Linked DNA regions of Mus musculus: region 2 is linked to region 1. Evidence: chromatin contacts called from public capture Hi-C data. All regions are on one chromosome and are shown on one strand. The core of a region is the stretch at or near the end of the contact, and the rest is flanking DNA. Distances in the headings are between cores, read along the strand shown. Region 1 has its middle 3.4 kb from the start of Gm6360. Region 2 overlaps Slc10a7 (solute carrier family 10 (sodium/bile acid cotransporter family), member 7).

Region 1 (6,272 bases), core at 1,625-4,124:
AGTGTGTGGGTGTGGCTAGGAGAGAGAGAGAGAGAGAGAGAGAGAGAGAGCATGTGTGTATCTGAGTGAGTGACAGAGAAATGTTGAGTATTCATGTGTGATTGTGAGCATATGTGTGTTGTGTGTGTTCATCTCAGGGCTGTTTGTCTCTTTGGCACTTAGACCTAAGGGAGGAGGCAGACAGAACTGCCTTGCTCGACCCGTTTTTTTTTTTTTTTTTTTTTTTTTTTTGGTCAGGATGTGAGTGATTTATCTTCTAAAGAAAATGATAGGTCCCCAGGTGAGCGGGCAAAGATCTTGGAGCCTTTGGAGCAGAAAGGACCCCAAAAGCCCTGAGCTAAGACCTGTGGGGTGCAGAAAGGCTGATCGCGGTTGGGCCTGGTTTTCCAGGCTCCACCTCCACCGTGGGAGGCGCTGGCAGAGACAATGCCCTGGAGGCTCTTGTCCTTTGGGTTAGGATGGTCACCTTCTCTTCCCACTCACCGTCTTCTTCCCCTCTCTTCTCCTGGGGAACAGTTGTGGAATGAGTGTGGATTTTTGTTGGATTTGATTTAGGTAAGTGAGGCAAGCCTGCCGTGTAGGCCAGCCCTGCAGAGCGGGGGAGGGGGGGGGATGTGTCTGAACTTAACAGATGCCATTGCCTCCAAATGAGGGACTTCAGGAAGAGGCCGTGCTGTGGAAAACCTGTTACTCAGACTTTCAAGGCCAAGCTAGGCTGCTACTGACCTCAAATGTTACACAGGAGGAAAATACTTAATTATAGATGCCCACCCCACCCCATCAATTCTCTCTCTCTCCCTCCCTCCCTCCCTCCCTCCCTCCCTCCCTCTTTCCTTCCTTCCTTCCTTCCTTCCTTCCTTCCTTCCTTCCTTCCTTCCTTTCCTGCTTTCTTTCTCTCTGCTTTTCTTTCAGCTCTCATGAATTCTGGGAGTTGAACATTTTTCTTTCATCACACATGCTGCTGGGAGACTCACTTGCCACAGGGAAGGTAGCATAGACCACTAACTAGGCAGACAGCAAACTTTCAGTTCTTAAAAGACCAGGCTGGCATCCAAGTGCACACTCACCCACCAAAGTTGTGCGTGCATGCCTCATCTGTGAAAAAGAACTGATAATGAGCCGCCTCGTGGCCTGCTTTCCCATGCAGAGTGTGGGCAACGGCTGTGAAGACAGAACACTTAGGACCTTACCTTGCTCAGGGACACTTAATAGATGCCAGCCCGTTTGTTGTTCCATTAAAAGTATCATTCTTACTTATGGCTCTGGAAATCACAGGTGCTAGCCAAGCATTCTTTTTCTGAGCTATGTCTCAGACTGTTACAGTTGTCTATTTGTGACATAATAATATATTAGCAATAGTACACTGTCAGGCCCCAGGGGAAAACAGACCAAAGCACTTCTAAAACCCGACTCCGGGCCCCAGAGGTGCATGTTGCTAAGTACCCGCTGACCACTGAAGCATTGGAGGCATCAGGATTAAGAAGCATAGGTTGGACCTACACAGGAGCACTATCAGCCTGAAGAGTATGAGTGACCCAGAGTGGAGAGGCAGAGAAGCCGACTAACAAAGTGATACAGAGAAGGATGGAGTCTACATGCTGAAGGAAGTGTGGGCTGGCCAAAGGGTGTGTGCAAGGGAGGCTGGGACAGCCAGAGAGCCTGAAAGCTGTCGAGTGTCTAGCTATGAAAGTCTAGATGCTGCAGTGAGCAACTAGACCTTAATCCTAAATACTGTGGGCAAAGGAGAGCCTCCTTTCATCTGTTGGCTGAATGCAAGTAGCACTTGGTCTTGGAGAATGAGCCTAAAGAGGGCAGGGTTAGAGGGGGGGGGGCAGTAAATTGGCCACCTGAGAGCCTTGCTGGGGCACAGCGTAGGGTGGTGGTGGGTGGTATATGGAAAGCCAAATGTGTACCTTGTATCCTGCCATAGCTACAGAGCAGGGACTTGCTTTGTATATTTTAGAAATCTCCTTCCTTGTTCATGTCTTGCCTTTTAGCTCCTCTGTCCCAATATCAGTGATTTCTTTATCATTTTGTACCACAGTCTTTAAGCTTGACTTCGTAAAATCTTCCATGAGGTGAAGCCCGGGAAGAAGGAGAGAACAGAAAGATGGAAGAAAGAACACAGCCCAGTGATATTTCGAAATTGTTCTTCTTCCTTTAAATATATTTGTTGCAAAATAAAAGTGAGGTGTCTGTCTTGCATCCGGCACACACTTTCTTGTTGGACCAAATGTCATTGTAGCATGAAGTGCATTATAATTCCGTTGAGGACATACCCCAGATGACGATGACATTTTAGGACCAGCTCCAGCTTTCCTCCTTTGTTTAACACCTGACAGTGTGCACACCTGCGTGTTTAAGCGAGTGACAGTGTGTGCACACCTGCATGTTTGAGCGAGCGGGAGCAGCAGTCAGAACAAGTTTGTGAGCTCATTGCTTCTTCACGACGCAGGGGGTACAAGAGAAGATTTGCGCAGCCCTTGCCACTAAGCTGCACAATAGGTTACCTGGAGCCCTTTGAATTCAAACAAAGAAAGTCCTCAACCTGATTAGAATTAATCAACCCTGACTTGACTTTTCTGCTTCATCTTTGGAAAAACAAAGATGATACAGGTGGGCAGGCAGGACCCCTGACGGGTGTTAATGGGGGGTTTTCAAGTTTGTCTTGCTTTCCTTAAACTATTAAGAAAGAACAAAAAACACTACTTAGAATAGAATCAATTTTCAGGAAGGGAAGAAAGAAACCTGAGAATTTATTATTAAAGAAAGAAATAGAGCCAAGGTGGAGGGGAAAAAAAGGCCCTTCTCACATCTCCCGGCCAGGTGCTCTGTGCATATAAATGTTTCAAGTTGAGCTTTAAGATCAAGGGAAAGTCTGTAGGGAGCCTTGTTTCCTAGAGGTCTGCTGGCTGGAGCTGCTGCAGGATACAGGCTGCCCATTTTTATTTCGTCATTAAGGATTAAAGGAGACGAAGATTCTGGAATGGTAGCTCCTTGGTTTCCATTAACTTTGTACAAGACAGTAAAAAGCAACCTTCCAAGGGACGGTTTGCATATGGATTTCCGGCTATAAACTTACCTCCTTCCTGTCATCTTCTGAGTCTGTTTAACACAAAATTGCCCTGCCTCTCCTGAGCTCAACCAGCAAGAAAGCTGTCTTGTTGCAAAGACTGAGAATGTCTGTGCCTCTCAGAAAGCCTCCTGCTTTTCACAAGAGAGTGGAGGGAAGATGAAAAGAATTTCACATAAGATAGCTGGGTGCTCCCGATACTGTGAGTAGCAATTGCCTCCAAAAGCTCCTTACTGTTGCTCAAGTTCTCTGGGCATTCCATGTCTGAACACAAGATCGCAGGTGGAGCAACAAGGCATGTCCATAGTTTTAATTTTCTCTCTCTCTCTCTCTCTCTCTCTCTCTCTCTCTCTCTCTCTCTCTCTCTCTCTCTCCCCCTCCCTCCCTCCCTCCCTCCCTCCCGCCCTCCCTCCCTCCCTCCCTTCCTTCCTTCCTTCCTGTCTTTTTTTCTTTCTTTCTTTTTTTTCAGCTGTTTGTTTCATAGCCTTTTGTCAAAACTCAAGTGGGTCTGAATATACTCTTCTGAAGGCTAGTGACAAAGTAACATCCACCTATGGAGATGCTCCTCATTCCAGTACTACCCCTCACTTACAGAGAAAGTGCTGATGAAGAGCCTAGCTTTTAACAAAATGATGGCCCTGCTGTGATCCCAGCACTTGGGGACTGGGGAAGGAAGATCAGAAAGCCAAGGCCTGCCTGGGCCATGAAGTGAGTTCTAGCTCAGCCTGGGGAACTCAGGGAGACCTTGCCTCAAAATTTAAAGCCATTACATACTTGAGAAGTGACTCAGTGGTAGAGCTTCCTCAGCAAGGGCAGGCTCCAGAATCACTGCCCAGTGTCAGGGCAAAAACAAAGGAATAACAAGATGATTTCTTATTTAATCCAAGCAACCTTTACAGGAGACTTAGAGTTTGTGCAAATGTATACTGTCTGTTGTCAACACTTTTAAACATCAGTCTCAAAAACTTCAACATGGAGATCAAAAGTCTAAAGAAGCCAAGTGACTGTCCCTGGCGCATGGACCCCAGCTGACAGGGAAACCTGTATTCTCCAGCTCCAGCTCCTGGGGTATGGAGCGAGATTACCGTGACGTTAATAACTCACATTTTCCATCACTTATTCTCAGGTGTCACAGCACAGAAGCAGATCATATGATACAGACGATCAAAGATAGCAAGGACAGCACGGAACATCTCAAACAGAAATCCTTGCATCATCTACCACATTTTTATGTCCATGATTATTTAGCATCATGGTTATTTTAAAAGTTGTCATTGATATTGACACGTTCATAGTCATTGCTACTTATTAATGCGCATAGTTACAGATACTCATACTCTTACCTACTGGTTATACTTATTTTCTGCTAAAGCGCATGCTCGTTCCCTGGGAGACCGAGTAATGACATACATACAGATACTGAAGGAAATTTTAGTATATGTACAGTCAACCTTGACCTCCTATGAGGCACACTTGAAGCTCCTTGAGCTTTGAAGACGTTTTAAAATTATTTTTAAAATTATGGGCATGTATGTGTGTGTATTTGTGTATGTGTGCATGTGTGTGTTGTGTGCCTGTGTGTGTTCATGACTGAGGCTGTTCCCAGCTCCCTCTCTCTGTTTTGAAGTGTTCCCATGTGCCCTTCTCTAGTCTATGACTTGGTGGGCAGGGATGGGGGTAGGGGTTGGAAGGGGGAGGAATCAGAGAATCTGGACCCAAGATTAGCCCTGTGTTCAGATGAGTGAATTTTCTGTCTCTTTATTATTTCACTGAATCTTAGGGAAAAGTCACCACATTTTTCTGGGCACAGAAGTTAGAGGAAATTGGGTGTAGTTTGGTCATGACACTTGCAATATTTTTCTCAAGCAATTGTCCTACCAACAGTGTCTAAACATGCAGACCTTTTAGGAGCCGAGCAAGGCAGCCTTATTCAGTTCTACACTCTTCTTGTCCCGTGTCTGTGCACCTGGGGAACATTGCTGATCAACAGCATGCAACAGGCATCTGGAGGAAGAAACCAGTGACCCCCAAAGAGTCTGGAGATTACAGACAGCAGCATGGGGAGGGGTGCCTGGCGGTGTGTGCAGCTTCATTAGGGAGGCCCAGGGTTACCAGATGCTATTGGCAATACTAAGTGGGAGTTTCTGTGACGTAGCTCTGTGACGTAGGCCTTTAGCAGAGCCATGGCCTTTGCACTACCCACCGAAAAGAGAATGACTGTTTCCTATGGAAATGCCCAGTGCCTGCAGAAACACCAAAAGTTTACATTTCTAGTTTTTTTTTTTAACCATATTTCTCCATAATCATTATTACTTATTGCTCTGACTGAGGCTTGGTGGAGTTATTTGGGCAATAAGCATGAAAAAATAATACAAAGACAATTAACTGACAAACCAAGACCAGGGCAGTTACAGCTCAGATGATCTGAAGAAACGCAAGGAGCAAATGTCTCCAGCCCACTGTGAGACATCGTTTTAAAAGGGGATTTTAATTACTTTTAAAAATGATTTGTGTGAGGGTGTGTCTGCCTATGTGTGGGTGTGGCTCATGAGTGGTGGTGACTAGCAAGACGGGAAAAGATGTTGGACTGGTGATGGGGTCCTTCGCAAGAGGAACCGCTCAGCCACTGAGCATCTCTAACTCCAACGGATCTTTTAAACTGTTTTGCCCATGAACTCCAAGTTCCACAGTACTGAGTGGCTTTCCGACATCATCTTAGATCATCTTAGAACTGTGACCCATCAGTACAGACTTTAGTATTTTATGAATCTGTAAACTGAGACTAGGGGTAGTCTCTCAAACTTTATTCTAAATATAATCAACTTTCCAGTATTTTCTACCTTTATGCTATCAACTTAGATCTCCCAAAAATTTAGATATAATAAGCAGCCAAGTTCAGAATTTTAAACACCCCACATACCCAGGTTAAATAGATATTAGGGGATCCAAGTAGTTCTTAATAAATCCCCCTTAATATTCCATGTAACTCTTGATCAGAACCCATGGTAAACTAGCTTCACAATAATCTCTGTGTGTGTGTATGTGTGTGTGTGTGTGTGCGCGCGCGCGCGCACGCGACAGGTGCACATGCTGCCTGGGAGGTCAGAGGACAACTTGAAAACACTCAGTTTTCCTTCTACCGTGTCAGTCTTGAGGATCAGTCCGCGGGCATTGGGATTAGTAGCAGGTACCTTCATTG
Region 2 (6,489 bases), core at 319-2,818, 540 kb after region 1:
GTTTCTGTCTAGGAGATTCTGAAACTTAAGACACACAAGACCCATAGGACAATGAATAAATATAGAAATATTGGGTATGTAGTCTTTAGTTATGAATTCACTGTAGAATGTCCCTCACAGGTCCAAAGTTTTTGTTTTGTTTTTTTTCAAAGTTTTTTTTAAAAGATATGTTTTGTTTATTTTATTTTATTTTTTTATGAATATGAGTACACTGTAGCTGTCTTCAGACACACCAGAAGAGGGCATTGGATCCCATTACCATGTGGTTGCTGGGACTTGAACTCAGGTCCTTTGGAAAAGCAGTCAGTGCTCTTAACCCCTGAGCCATGTCTCCAGCCCCCTCAGATCCAAGTTTTGAACATGTGGTTTCAAAACAGATATTGGCACTGCTTGCAAACTTTTAGGGCACTGAGTCTAGGGTAGGCCTTTGAAGGTTATAGCTGTCCCCAGTTTGGATCTATCAATTTCTTTCATATGAAGAAGTAGCAAACCTTGATACTAAGGATGGAGTTGGAGCCATGCCTTCCCTGCATGATGGACCATGAGCTAGTATAAACAAGCATAAAAATAATTAATATAGAAAATGGGTACCAAGAAGTAGGATCATTGCTGCGATGAACCTAAAGATTAGAATTATAGGCTTTTGCAACTATCTTACAGGCAGATTGTGGAGAAATTTGGTGCTCCAAGCTAGAGTAGACTTATAATTGTGTAAGCTGAGAATAACGGACATTTTGGTGAGATTTCAGAAGACTGGTATGCTGACAGTCGTGCAGGCGGTGAAGGCCTGCTCGTGAGGCTCCAGACAGGAATAAATACTCTACCAAGGAGAGCTAATGTACTGGATGGAATAAATTTCAAAACAACATAACATTCAGGTTGTAGCCCAGTTGTTTCAGGCTGCTTTTAAACAGATTTATAGTGAAAACTCAGAGAAAAGTAGAGTGGAAATTGTAGGAAACATACAATTTGAAGAAGGAGCTTGAACAGGCAATGTGGTGATATTTTTTTCTTAAAAAAGAGATTATTATTTAAGAGAAATAGTGAACTCCACATTTGGACAATTGGAAAGTGGCTTAAAGGTAAGACATTTCCCATCAAAGACTTCAGGGTATAAGCTAAGAGCTCATGTATAAGACTTTCTTTTGAAATTAGAGTGCCTTTGAGATGGAAAGGTGGGGGAGGGTTACTGTCTAGGAAAGTATTTTCCCTTGGGTCAGCCAAGAAGGCCCCTAGAGGCTTAGAGGCAGCTACAGCTACAGGCTGAGGACAGTTGGCTAAGAAGTGATTTTGTTGCTGTGATAAATCTGTGTAGCCAATTGTATCTCAAGCTAGTTACAGAGCTTGGTGTTGTCCACATGCTGCTAGACTTAGAAGCATGCAGAACATAAAAGTTGTGGCACCATGCAGGTTGGAACAGAACTTGCAAAGAAAACCAGGAAGAACAGGCTGGGTGTGGCAGGGTCAGACCCCTCTCCTGGAGCTCCTGAGCTCCTGTGCCAGTGTGAAGGGGGATGTCTAAGTTGCCCTGGAGGTCACAGGATGTTCGAGATCACAGGAATGTGGAATGGGAAATCTGCAACGTAAAAGCAGGCACGAAGGAGATAAGGCCCGGGAGAAGGGCTGCATATGCTACAGTTATTCAGCCCATTGGGGGGGCGGGGTTGTAAGACCCGAAAAGCCTTACGTCCGGGATGTCCCACTCACAGAGACACAGAGACGGAGATCGATGCAAACAGCAAGAGGTTTATTAATCCACCATGCTGGGGTCGTTCTGAAATTGGGATAGAAGTGATCCCGAGTAGCTAAAACACACACCTTTTATACATCTTGGGGGCAGTTTATCATTGGTTAACCTTTAGGGACATTAAGTGCAGACTTAAGGACCAGAGACATTGTGTGGGCTTTTCTATACAATCAGAGAACTATCTCTTGGCACACCTTGCAGTGAGGCAAATTCTGGGAAAAGAACACAAACTTTTTACAACCGTGGTCATTTTGAGCTACCACGAATCTTACAGGGGCTTCCTATGACTCCTGGTTAATGTTTTTCCTACTGGGTTTGGCCTTGCTTTTGTCTCCTTTTCATGTATCTCCTCTCTTTATCCTTTTGGGATGGGAGTGTTCACTATACCACTGTATATTGGCACCATATATATTTTGGTTTGTTTGTTGGTTTGTTTGTTTGTTTTATAGGCTTTTATAGCTGAGAGCTAGCCTTGAGTCTCAGAAGGGACTTAAAACTTCTTTTTAAAAAAGATTTATTTATTATTATATGTAAGTACACTGTAGCTGTCTTCAGAAGCACTAGAAGAGGGCATCAGATTTTATTACAGATGGTTATGAGCCACCATGTGGTTGATGGAATTTGAACTCAGGACCTTTGGAAGAGCAGTCAGTGTTCTTCACCGTTGGAGCCATCTCTCTAGCCCCAACTTAAAACTTCTTAACAATGTTGAAAGCGTTAAAACGTTGGAGACTTTTGAAATTATGAGTGTATTTTGCATTTTGAGTAGCTACGTGGTTTTGGGGGACTAAAGATCAAATGTTATGTCTGAATCTCAAATGCCCTCCACCCACTTGTGTGTAGTTTCCAGCTAGTGGTTCTGTTTTGAAAGGTTATTGAACCTGTGAAACATGAATCCTACATGACAGGATATATACCGCCAGAGGCAAGCCTTGGAAAGTTCTACCTTCTTCCCACCCCTCATTATGTCCCCCAGCTTTGTGCTTCCTGGTCCAAGCTTCATGAATACAGCCATCGTCATGCAGTCCCACCATTATAGTAAGTGACTGTGACTGTCTGAAACCATGGGCCCAAATAAACAAGCTATCTTGTCACAGCAACAAGAATAGTTAACTAACCTGGATGATAGGGCTCAAGGGTAGGTGGGGACAGACGAAGGGTAATGGAAGTCTGGTTTCTCACTATTAGAGAAATCAACGGTGCTGTTAACTCTTGCTTATTGGGCTTCAGTGGTCACTGAACTCAACCATTCCTGAAGTGGCGGCCCTGCTTCTGTGCCAATCCTGATAAAATCCTAGGTTGACACCTAGCTATGCTAATCTCTGAGGAACCACCTTGGAGTGGTCCACCAGACTCTCCCAACTTCTTTCCGATTTTTAAATGTACCTTGTTTTTTACTCTCCTTCAACTAATGTCTGTCTAGATTCTTTGTAGCAGCCAGCACTGCCCTGTTAATCTCTCTCTCCCTGCCTCCCTCTGTGGCAGTGGCTTACACCACGTCTTCCACCCTGACCACAGCCACATCGACTGTCTTTCCCCACACACTCTGTGCCCAGTTCCTCCACAAGGCTTCTTCATCAGGCTGTTGCTTTAGACTCGCTCTTTTTCCCTCAGATCCTCATGAGGTGGTCTTCTCCTGGTCACTCAGATGCCGGTTCTCGTGGTAGCTTCTTAGCAGCTTTCCCTGTGTACCTTTCTGGTACTTTCAGCTGAATTTTCCTTAATGTCTTCTCAACAAAATTGCAATAATCAAAAGGTGCCTTATTTATTCCTTCATAGTTTGAGAGGGCAGGTCCTTGTCTGGCATTTCCCCTCCTGTACCTTCTCTGCTTACACTGTTTCTGGCCTGTCGTGCGCTAAATATCTGTAGAGCAAATGAACCCTTTCTCAGGGCTCAGCCTCTGGGGCTGGGAGTCTCCAGCAGGCAGCCTAGTTCTCATGTTCTCCCTTTGCTTGCCGTGGCTTTCTTGTGTCTCCCTCTTTTTTTCCAAGATAGACTTGTCTTTTGTCTCCATCTTTAGCAAACCGCATTTCATCTTACCACCGTTTCTTCTCTGAACTCTAATACTGGCAGCATGCTTTGCTCTATCAGCCCATTTCCCATTATAACAGATTAACAGGCATCCTGATCACCAGCCCGATGCTTGCCTCCTTTTCTTACAAGAGATGTCCACTGTTGGGAGGAAGAGGATTTATGACAGCCTCTTCTTTGGTGTTTCTGGCTGTTATGATCTTGGTCTTTTTCTGACTTCTTTTGTGGTAAAGAATCTCTTCTATGCTTTCTTTTCTCTTTACATCTTCAAACCACCAAAAAAAAAAAAAAAAAAAAAAGAACCCAAGACATTTAAACTCTTGGCTTTTTTTTTTAATTTGTTGCACATATATATGTATGTGTGTGTGTGTGTGTATGTACAAGTATACAAGTAAGTATGTGTACCAGGGACCCTCTCTAAGTGGCTCTATTTTGTCTTATTTTCTATTTCTTTGTCAAAGTAAGTGTCAAATTATAGGACACAGACTCTTGATGAGAGACTTATCTGTGTTTTTCACTACGTAATAGAATCTTTTCTCCTCACGTCACCCACCAACAATTGGCTACCAGTACATGCCCACATATTTTCAGGAATTTCAGGGTAATCTTAAGAGGTTTGTGTTCTGATTGGGTCACATGGCAGAAAATACTGATGTTACATCAATGACTTCCCTTGTTCCTATTTTGTCTTTTGTTTTGTTTTGTTTTGTTTTTAGCTTCTACTCCCTACTGGAGCGCTCTTGAGAGTGTTCTTCTACTTTTAAAGCCACACTAGGGTTATTCTCCGTAATATAATTGCCTTGGCATCCTGAGGCAGTTTTTTGTTTGTTTAATTTAGGTTTTGGTTTTTTTGAGACAGGGTTTCTCTGTGTGGCCCTGGCTGTCATGGATATCACTCTGTAGATCAGGAGTGGACTTGAACTCAAAGAGATCCCCCTGCCTCTGCCTCCGGAGTACTGGCTGATAGTCTTTTATTTGTTCTTCAGCAACTCATAGAGCTGACAGATCAGCACTGCTTCAGTGTGAATGCAGTGGTAAAGACAGAGCTCTGTGGGTCAGCCCCATATCTGCCTTGAACTTGGGATACTTGAGAAGTGGGTCAGAAGTCCCAAGAATCAGTGTGCGGCGGGGAAAAGCTTCCTGCTTCCCAGCTCACCCTGATGCAGACCATATACCATATACCAGACCATATACCATATACCAGACCATATACCATATACCAGACCATATACCATATACCAGACCATATACCATATACCAGACCATATACCTGTATTCAAGCTCCTGTGGTGAAGATAAGGGACGTTATCTGTGGTCAGCTCTGTGCATTATTTGGGTGTGTTCTAACACAGGCAGTGGTCAGCTGTATGTACTATGGGACTGTGCTCTAACACAGGCAGTGGTCAGCTGTATGTACTATGGGACTGTGTTCTAACACAGGCAGTGGTCAGCTGTATGTACTATGGGACTGTGCTCTAACACAGGCAGTGGTCAGCTGTATGCATTATGGGACTGTGTCTAACACAGGCAGTGGTCAGCTGTATGTACTATGGGACTGTGTTCTAACACAGACAGTGGTCAGCTATATGTACTATGGGACTGTGTTCTAACACAGGCAGTGGTCAGCTGTATGCATTATGGGACTGTATTCTAACACAGGCAGTGGTCAGCTGTATGCATTATGGGACTGTGTCTAACACAGGCAGTGGTCAGCTGTATGTACTATGGGACTGTGTCTAACATTGGCTATGGTCAGCCCTGTGAACTATCGGGGCTGTGTTTTCTCATTTATCTTCTGAAATTCTTGGTGGCTTTGCCACAGCTTGTGGTTGTGAAGTTGGAAAAAAATTCCCAGATGTCTGAAAACTTTTCTGACATTATTTGAGTTGACAAATAGTGGCCTTGCCTCAAAATGAGTATTATTTAATCCACAGTAAACCATCTTTTAGTTCTTACATCAGTCTTGACTTTATTAAAGTCAAAAGTAATGTTTAGGGAGGATAAAATCATAAATATGATTCATAAATACTTAAAACAACAACAACAGCACTCCTGGTTGAATAGAAATCCCACTTAGAATTGTAGTTTATCATTTAAAGAAAAACTTCTGGGATTAAGGGTAAACCGGTTTTAGAAAAGAAATCAAATATTATAGAATTTGAAAACCTAATTTAGCATATATCAGATTAATGCCCTGTAAACTCCCTAAGTCTGAATTCAGCTGGCACTATGTCTGACTTAATTCTCCTGTTTATTTTCTTCTCTTTCTTTGGTTATTTGTGTCTAGATCTCAGTTACTTTTTCTTTTATGGGTTTAAACATTTACCAGTGATTTAGTAAGGGGCTTGTCCTTCCCTACTACCTTTTTCCCCAGCAAATTTTTGAGCAGGTAGTGGCTTGGAATTTTTCATGTGTGAAATCACCTTTTTTTGTAAGTATATACACAACCTCACAGTTTTACCGATGTACATATTTTTTACTTGCAAATAAGCAAAGATTTAAAATTTTGTACATAAACAGTAAAGTTGATAACGGCATTTTTATGTATTTGTATCCTAATGTGCTTTTTCTGTTTTAAAAATATGCTGTAGTTGATTGAAATAAATTTGATTTTGACTTGTGCCACACAATTGTAATTCCTTCAAACACATGTCACCATGCAGTATATTTACGGCAATGTCAGCAACAATCCTTCCTTTATTTAGAGTAA

What was found. Capture Hi-C pulls out chosen DNA fragments and counts their contacts.
Region 2: a contact with region 1 is called in a capture Hi-C map of embryonic stem cells, with 2.6 times the contacts expected there. The contact joins two enhancer-like sites. A contact is called at or near these places in 1 of 115 datasets of contacts at active chromatin or transcription factors (embryonic stem cells) and 1 of 9 other capture datasets (embryonic stem cells).

Annotation. Positions count from the first base shown.
Region 1 is chr8:78,065,872-78,072,143 of GRCm38.p6, forward strand. No RefSeq gene overlaps it. Among named protein-coding and RNA genes, the nearest start is that of Gm6360, 3.4 kb to the right of the region's middle. Within about 2 kb of position 2,875, at least 7 of the 459 cell types and tissues checked have an H3K27ac peak or open chromatin away from gene starts, as enhancers often do. A contact at or near this core is called in embryonic stem cells, where this site is marked.
Region 2 is chr8:78,607,958-78,614,446 of GRCm38.p6, forward strand. The region is part of intron 5 of Slc10a7 (solute carrier family 10 (sodium/bile acid cotransporter family), member 7); the gene reads left to right. Among named protein-coding and RNA genes, the nearest start is that of Gm39203, 63 kb to the right of the region's middle. Within about 2 kb of position 1,569, at least 2 of the 459 cell types and tissues checked have an H3K27ac peak or open chromatin away from gene starts, as enhancers often do. A contact at or near this core is called in embryonic stem cells, where this site is marked.